Regions from separate parts of the Mus musculus genome. Here regions 2 and 3 are each linked to region 1. A link is a contact called in public HiChIP or PLAC-seq data. All regions are on one chromosome and are shown on one strand. The core of a region is the stretch at or near the end of the contact, and the rest is flanking DNA. Distances in the headings are between cores, read along the strand shown. Region 1 overlaps Pfkp (phosphofructokinase, platelet). Region 2 has its middle 87 kb from the start of Wdr37. Region 3 has its middle 9.4 kb from the start of Gm35190.

Region 1 (2,700 bases), core at 63-2,562:
TGCACAGGCTCCTACTTTATCCTTGGAAGAGGTGTGCTAGGATTCTAAAGCTTTGGATTGCAAAAGGCAGCATGGCTGCGACTGCATGTGTGACTCAGTGGAGGCCATCCCTGGAGGTGTCAAGTTCTGTACAGAAAGGTACAGCCAGCCCCTCACACCAGGTAAGCTGAGCCAGAATAATTTCCAGCCTTATTCCAGGTCACCAGGGCTTTGCTGTCAAGCACGTGGGTAAAAGCTAACAGATCTGGGGGTGGGGGGCTTTTTTGTGTTTTAAAATTAGAGAAGTGAAAGTTTTACATCTACACTGGATGATGACGCTCCACATTACTCAGGCACTGCTTATTGCCACTGAAGGAAAGAATCTCATACATGTGCCGAGTCCTCCGGCATCATCGCCTCCCTCTCACAACGAACAAGGCTTCCAGAGTCTCAGACTGAACATTTACTCGCTTCCCCCAGCTCAGCAGCTAGCGGGTTCAAAGAGTGCATAAGCCAATCCAATAAACCCTGCCTTACAGTCATATATTGTTAGTTCTGTTTCTCTAAAGAGCTCAGAAAACAATACTGTAGAGGATAAATCCAGTTAGCCTCAAAAGAAAGATTAAATGTCTTCTGTTGTAGGCTGACAAGATGTTCTCCCTCTCAACTCTTTAATTTGTGAAATCTGTAGAGTCTAGTCGCCCCAGGTCTGGAGTTATGTAAATACCATCAGAACTCAGACAGATAAGACAGACAGATAAGACAGGATTCGACAGAGCAAAGTACAGACACACAAGACGCAAGAATTACAGACACAGGGCAACTGAGGAACTGAGAGTTTACCAGGTAGCAAAGTTAGACCCCACACACAGACATCAGCTTGTAGTCTCTTCCCCAACTAACACTCAAACCAGAGTGGACTCTTTATGGAACAGTGGGCTTCTCATAATTGTTAGAATGGGACCAACCGATTCTTCAAAGTTGAGGGTTATCGTATCCATTTTAAAAGGTGTTAGACAGAGTTCTGCTGCTACCACCTGGCTGCCAGGTACAATAATCTCTCTAACAAAACTGTCTTCAAGCAATGGCAAATGTCCTTCTGTATAAGTCAGCCCTAAGGTAAACTTGGGGGCGGGAGAGGGGTCACAAGGCAGAGCTCCTTCTGTCCCTGCAAAGGACTGAACAGTAACTTGGGGAAGGACAACTGTTTGGGGAGCATTCGGTTTGACTATGAAATAACAGAAATAACTTCCTTCCTTCCCTCATATGCCCTACTGAGCCCCCAGCAAGATCAAAGCAGTGACTCACGTGGGACTCTCTACTTTCCACTAGGTGCTCGGCTGCACGCAGCAAGAGCAGAGGACACCAGGGCTATGGCCTGAGTAGAAATCACATGGGCTCCTGAGAGAACGTTCTGTAGACTCTAAGTCATAGTGAATTTGAAAGTGCTGCTAATTTTAACAGGAAACCTCATCTGGCGCTGCTCCAACCCCAAAGAGCTCATGAAAGCCACATTTACTTATTAAGAACTGCTCTGCTCTCGGCCAGAATGCACAGTTTTATCACAAGGCTCAAGGCAAAAGAGAGTGAGAGAGAGAGAGAGAGAGAGAGAGAGAGAGAGAGAGAGAGAGTGAGAGAGGTGGGGCGCGTTGGGGGTGGGGGGAGTGTTGGAGGAGGTGAGAGTAGCTACCTCTGTTCACAGGCAAGCTCTGAAACAGAAGCAGAAGGAACAATGTCGAGATCCAACTGAAACGTGGGGCTGACACTTGAAGCCCAGTGGTCCTAATGGATAAGTCAGCCGTCCCCCCATAGCCCCTGCCACACTCTCGGGGCAGGCGGCAGAGGAGGAAGAGAGCTTATGGTCTGTGTGGCTTGGATCCTAATCTATGATTATACCTCACGGAGCAGAGCAAGGGATGGCAGCAGTCAGGACCAGAGCCCAGGAATGGAAATTCACAAGGCAAATTTGACCTTCACGTGTTCCAAACAGTAAGCGCCAATGCGGTCAGAATGGACTAGGGGCTAGAACCACCGCAAACTGCCCAAATGTAAGAAACAAATTGCACGCAGCCACAGAGTCTGAAAAGCAAATTAAAACACAAGGGTCGAGGAAACCTCTACCAAGCAAATGATAAACACACGGTGCAGTCGTTTTACAAAAGAGAAGTCGCATGAGTATACCAGCAATGAGACACCTGCCTGCAGGCATCTGATGTCATCACTCGGGAGCCATGGGGTTCAGAGTTAGGGTTGGAGGGGCTTTCAAAAAATGCTTCTGCAGCTAGAGGTATCTATCACAATGGTCATGGCTTTTAGCCGATTGATGCCATCATCTGTGGACCAAGGCACAGATCTAAAACAGAATTTTAAGTAGTAACGTAGACCTGAAAGTGTTTAGACAGTTTTTAAGTAGTGAGGAGTAACCTAAATGGACGAGTGACATAGGAATCTTACACATCAATTTGATGGGGCACTACCCCTTTTGCTTCTAGGGCAATTCCCCTGTCTCTCTGCCCTCCTACCTTGTCACAGTACTAAAGGGATTATAGATGGGTGTGACCACAGTGGCTTCTACAAGACTTCTGTGAAATCACATTTGGGTCCTGTTACTTGTGTGGCAAGCTCTTACCCCACAGAGCCATCTCCCCGGCCTTGAACTGATTGTTTAAAAAAAAATAGTTCTCTTCCTTTTTGGGCTCCAGTTTACAGATATAAAAATAA
Region 2 (2,700 bases), core at 183-2,682, 2.2 Mb after region 1:
ATAACAGAAAGTCTGCAAATGTGTGCCCAGGACAAGGAAGACTCAATGGAGCGTTCATAAGAATGTTTGTGTTAAGAGCAGCTGGAGACAGAATTGTCTCCATCATGACCCCAGAGCAGCAGGACTTCCTTAGTGTTCCTGCCCCTCCACTGGGGGCCATGGGCTTAGGGATGCTGGTCCCTGCATTGGCACAGAATGCCTCCAGTCTGACATACAAAATCACCACGTACCACTCCACAGCTGACTCCACACTGAGTCATTTTTCAAAATAAAGCAAAGTGTCAGGCAGGTTTCCGAAATTCCCTCACAGGCCTGGCAAGCAATGACCCCAGGGACTCCTGAAGGTGTGGGGAGGAGGCCAGAGCAGGGGATGTGGACAAGCAGAGCCAGGACATTCTGAAGGTTGAAATTAATCACCAGATGGCCTCGGAAGCTCATTTTCCACACGCCACCAACAGGAGTCAAATTTCTCATGCAATCTCAGGAAGCAAAAACAAATGAGCACTGGAGTAGCTTGAGGTTCCCTGGAACAGTATTAAGCACCTCTGATACCTAAGGTCCTGTGCTTGTGGCTGGGAGGTAGAGACAGATGAGCAAGGCTACCTGTGGGTAGCACGGTGTTCTGCTGCAGAAAACAGCTCTGTGGGTTTTACAGACATGGAAGTCCTGAGAAAGAGTGACATCCATCTGCTGATTCTTGTGGTAGGTAATGCTCCTTCATCCATGATCCAGGTAAAGAGACCTTCACAGCCCTGTCACTAGAACACCAGAGAATTCTGCATCCCAGAGGGCTAGGGGGCTGAACTTGGCCAAACAGATAAAAAAAAAAAAAGGTCACCAGTGTGTTACAAGACCCTAAATTTTCTAGAAAAATCTGGAACAAAAGAGAATCACCATGATCATGGATGCCGGGAGTGCTGACTCAAGATGGGAATCCCAGGTTTGGGGAGACAGAGACAGGAGGATGCCTGAGTCTTACTGACCACCCTGCTCTAGCTCTGTGGATGAGGTCCAGGCCAATAAGAGAGATCCTATCTCAAAGGAGGTGGACGTTTACCTCCCGTAACTCCAGCTCCAGAGGATCCAATGCCTTCTTCCAGCCGTCAAGGACACCTGCACTCACACATACATACTGAAACACAGATGTACACACATACACAGGAATAAAAGTAGAATAATAAAAGACCCTATTGGGCAGTGGATATAGTGCTCCTTTAGTGGATGCATCTTGATGGTGAGGGAAAGCAAGGGGAGAGTGAGCAGATAGCCTTGGCCACTAGGAACCAGGGAAGAACAACAAACTCAAAGTTTCTCTCCTTAGGCTTCCCTGTGAGGCTGGTGGTTGCTTTTATCTCAGGTGGAGAGAGCAGTGTGGCAACACCCTCCCATCTTGTGTTTGTGTGATCCTATTTCCTTCTGTGGGTTAAAGCTCTTCTGTGGGTTATTTTTCTCACGGTTCCAACAAAAGCAACTTACAGAGGCAAGCGTTCGTGTACCCCACAGTCTGAGGGCACAGCCCATCATCATAAGGAAGATGTGAAGTCAGGTGCATGACGAAGCTGGTCGGTCACATTGCATCTGCAGTCAGAACCCCAGCCCGTGGGATAGCACTGCCCTCATTCAGCACGGGTTTCCCTCCTCCGTTAACTCTTTCTGACAACACCTTCACAGACACCCCCAGGGCTGTGTCTCCTAGCAGATTCTGGATTTAGTTGAGCGGATAGTGACACTAACCATCACAGACTCCAGAGCCTTTAGCTCCTCTGCACACTCCTTTCTGGCCTACCAACTGCGCTTAGATGAACATATGTGCTTAGATGCATAGGTGACTATCTATGGCCATCAGTTCTGTCTCACATGGATCCTAAATTTACACAGAAACAGACGACACAACGCAGAGGGCCTGTCCTGACATGGAAGCTCCCTTCTCAGAGTATAGCTGTAGCTAGATCTTAAAATGAAGTCTTCTCTTCTGGGGGAGAAGGCTAATTGACAGAGCATCACTGTGTAGCTCTGGCTTTCCTGGAACTTTCTCCCTCCTCCACCTCCTCAGGCCTTGCATTGCAGACGTGTGCCAGGCAGCCTGACTGAAGGCGTGTTTAAAGCCCTATTTCCAGTGTTTGCTGGCTACTGCGGAGGTAGCCACAGAAGACCTGAAGGTGGGGGGTTTGCACTCTGAAGCTCCACCTCCATCCTGTCTGTCTTCGTCCATTAAGGCCCACCTCGGCAGCCGTGTGAAGATGCAGCCGCTGTGCACCAAGTTCCCTGTGGGATGTGTTCCCACTACTCACCCTTAAGAGATAAGAAGAGAGGGAAATCAGCAAGATGACGCTCAGGATCTCTGCATACGGCTTAGGAGTTGCTCACTTAGCTGTCTGTTTTGACAGATAACAGAAGGGTTTTGAGGTTTTTTGTTGTTTTTTTTTTTTTTTCCTCCAGAAGGCATCCCATATGTAGGCTCAGAAAATGGCACTCTCCCCCTTGCAGTAAGAGAGTGCATATGCACACATGCATAAGCTAACACACCCGCTTTGTCAAACTTCTCCGAGGCAGCTTTGGAGAGAACATCGTTTCTCCATTACCCTTCTTAGGACAGATATCTGTTACCCATCACATCCTAAAAACAATCATCTGTTTATTAAGGGAAGCCATCACATGTGGTGGCAAGAGCGCTTGCCGGGCTCAGAAATGAAAACCACG
Region 3 (2,700 bases), core at 46-2,545, 2.9 Mb before region 1:
GCTATGGCTGACCTAGATGATGAAGACTGCCCCTAATACCATCTCCGGGTGACTGAATCCTCTTCTTCTGACTTGTTCAACCGCACAATTATTGCCTTAACAAATGCATCCTTCTATAGTCTGGAAGTCAGAAGTCCAAAACCAAGGGGGGGTGGCATGATGGCTTAGTGGTTAAAGCTGCTTGTCAGGCAAGCCTGGCAATCAGGGTTTAATTCCTGGAACTCATGTAAAGGAGGAAGAAGAGAACTGACTCCAGGCTGTTCTCTGCTATCCACATGTGCACTGTGGCATGTGTACACTCATACTCAAACATTATTTGCACACTCACACAATAATGATGACAATGATGATAATAACAACAACAGCAATAATCAGTTAAATAGAAGAAGGCCCATATCAAGGTATGGGCAGGGCTATATTTGGAGATATGTCTTTTGGGGGCTTCAGAGGTTCTTGTTCAGCTCTGTAAGCTACTTACTTCCTTGGCTATAGTCTTTCCTTCAAATTTCTCCTCTCTCCACTCATCTCTGCCTCTCACGCTGATCCCTACCTCCACAGTAATCCAGGGTCATGTTCACATCTCAAGAGCCTTCCCATAATTATACCCTCAGTCTCTTTAGTCATGGGAAGACATATTCTTCCAGACCTGAAGGATGATGTCAACCACACCCCTTCCCTACCCACCAATGTGCATACCTCGCAGATCCCCACAGACTGCTTGGGAAAGGAGAGGCCAGGTAGGAGATAAGGATGGCTTCTGCTTCCCACCCTGGTCTCATTCCTGACCAACTCAACAGCATACTGCCAACAATAACCTGTGAAGACGGAAAGGGAGATGGGGATGGGGGAGGCGTGGGTTCCAGGTTGAGTCCATGCAGGCTGAGAATGTTAGCTTCTAAGCATAAGTAGAGGACACGGGTAAAGGGCTTGCTTAGCTTTACGGCCAAGGAGGGAGCTGCTGTGGTTTTGGTTCCCAGCTTGCTCTGGAAACATGGCAATCTGAGCTTTAATTTTCTCGTCTGGAAAATGGGGGTGATGGAACTCTAAATTAGACATAATTGGACTCAAAGATCCATGTGTCTATATTCCGAGTCCCTCCATAAGGAGCTGCAACCAAACTTGGTAGTAAGTCAACCAGAGCCTGGCTTTGTGGAGTTTCTTTTGGTAACATGTAGCTGAGTCTCAGCCAATCACAGCAGCAGAGCTTCAACCACACGCACTAGGCAACCGATCCAACTATGTTCAAATAAGGCAAATATGGAGTTAGAACCAATGAAGCAGCTTCTGTGCCTCACTTCTGCTTTGGCTTCTCTCCCACTTCCCACCTCCTACCCACATGGTCCAGCAGAGCCTCTCCTGTGGTATCTGTACTGTCTGATTCAACCATCTGTCTTTTCTCAGCGTGAACTCTCTTAAACTGAATCCTCCAGTTTTTATTGTTAGAGAGCACTACCTTGCTGGGCTGTGGAAGTTACTTATTAATTTCGGTTTTGCAGTGGAAAGATGTTAGTATGATATTAGGTGTTCTGTCCATGCTGGCTGTTATGATGGCAGTGTCTCTATGGTCTGTCTCTTCAGTATGTGTGTGTATGGTGTGGTGTGGTTATGAAATTGGTGGGTCTGATGAAGGCTGGGATGGCTAACAGCAAAAGCCTAGGACAGGTCACAAAACACTGTATCAAACCTGGTATCGAAGGCCATTCTTCCTGAGATGGAGAGATTACTCAGTGGGTGGAGCACTCACAGCTTTTGCAGAGGACCCGGGTTCAGCTCCTAGCATCCATTTGGAGGCTCGTGCCAGACTATAACTACAGTTCCGGGTCTTCTGACCTCTGTGGGTGCCAGACAAGTACACGATGCATACACATACATGTTAGTAATATATTTAACACTCATAAAACAGTATCAATAAACCTAAAAAATTACTGTTCTTCCCTCCTTCTTATTTAAAATACTTTCCTTCCTCCTTATTTCTAGGTAACCCACTGATAAGAAATTGCATTAAACTGACTTCATGCCTCCACCCTAACACCTCCATTTACACTCAGAGTTTACACCCATCATTAGTCACCCTGAATGAACTAGGAGTTGTGTACCGGCCAGATGTCGCCCTAAGATTGAACTCATTGGGTCATGGGAGGTGATCGTGTGGGCTTTAGCTCCCTCGCAAAATGAGGCAAGCATGTATGTCCACATGAGTATGTCTGTGTAGTAATGTATGCATGTACATACCTGTGTAGACTAAGGAAAGAGAAGAAGAGGTTGTGGTCTCCTTCCAGTCTCTTGGAGTGGAGGCTTGGAGTGGAGGCATGACTTGAGCTCACAGAGCTTATCTGTGCTCAGTTGGAAATGTCAGCCTGCCTAGGGTGGTTGAATTGGGTGGGAACTCGGGCCTGGCTATTCAACTCAGGCCTGCCTACTTGACAGGTCTTGATTTCTCAGGAACAGGAAAAGGAAACATGGAGATAGGGAGGTCTTTGGGCAGGTGGTAGAGGAAGCTAGAAGGGCAAAAGCTTTGCAGTCCTTCCCCTGTCTGTGTGTTCAGGCACAGTCCTCTTTGCCACTCTCTCCATTTTCTCACCCTGGAAAGGGGCAGGGTCTTTTACTCCTTGGGTAGAGGATTGCAAGTGAACTTAATAAGCCAATAGAGTAAAGTGCTCTAACCAGGACTACAGCCTCCTTGACACCTAGGATGATCAG

The links. HiChIP or PLAC-seq counts read pairs in DNA pulled down with a chosen protein or histone mark.
Region 2: a contact with region 1 is called in an H3K27ac HiChIP or PLAC-seq map of T-cell acute lymphoblastic leukemia, with 4 times the contacts expected there. The contact joins two enhancer-like sites. A contact is called at or near these places in 9 of 39 promoter capture datasets (the C10 cell line, cranial neural crest, embryonic stem cells and 5 more) and 8 of 115 datasets of contacts at active chromatin or transcription factors (T-cell acute lymphoblastic leukemia, acute myeloid leukemia, astrocytes and 4 more).
Region 3: an H3K27ac HiChIP or PLAC-seq map of bone marrow-derived dendritic cells shows a contact between it and region 1, with 15 times the contacts expected there. The contact joins two enhancer-like sites. A contact is called at or near these places in 1 of 39 promoter capture datasets (hippocampal neurons) and 1 of 115 datasets of contacts at active chromatin or transcription factors (bone marrow-derived dendritic cells).

What each region holds. Positions count from the first base shown.
Region 1 is chr13:6,632,364-6,635,063 of GRCm38.p6, forward strand. All of the region lies in intron 2 of Pfkp (phosphofructokinase, platelet), which reads right to left. It overlaps Gm35730 (a long non-coding RNA gene), which reads left to right. Exons shown (of 3, transcript XR_382032.3): 1 at 1-161. Among named protein-coding and RNA genes, the nearest start is that of Gm35730, 5.9 kb to the left of the region's middle. Within about 2 kb of position 1,313, at least 128 of the 459 cell types and tissues checked have an H3K27ac peak or open chromatin away from gene starts, as enhancers often do. A contact at or near this core is called in T-cell acute lymphoblastic leukemia and bone marrow-derived dendritic cells, where this site is marked.
Region 2 is chr13:8,782,424-8,785,123 of GRCm38.p6, forward strand. No RefSeq gene overlaps it. Among named protein-coding and RNA genes, the nearest start is that of Wdr37, 87 kb to the right of the region's middle. Within about 2 kb of position 1,433, at least 19 of the 459 cell types and tissues checked have an H3K27ac peak or open chromatin away from gene starts, as enhancers often do. A contact at or near this core is called in T-cell acute lymphoblastic leukemia, where this site is marked.
Region 3 is chr13:3,775,341-3,778,040 of GRCm38.p6, forward strand. No RefSeq gene overlaps it. Among named protein-coding and RNA genes, the nearest start is that of Gm35190, 9.4 kb to the left of the region's middle. Within about 2 kb of position 1,296, at least 36 of the 459 cell types and tissues checked have an H3K27ac peak or open chromatin away from gene starts, as enhancers often do. A contact at or near this core is called in bone marrow-derived dendritic cells, where this site is marked.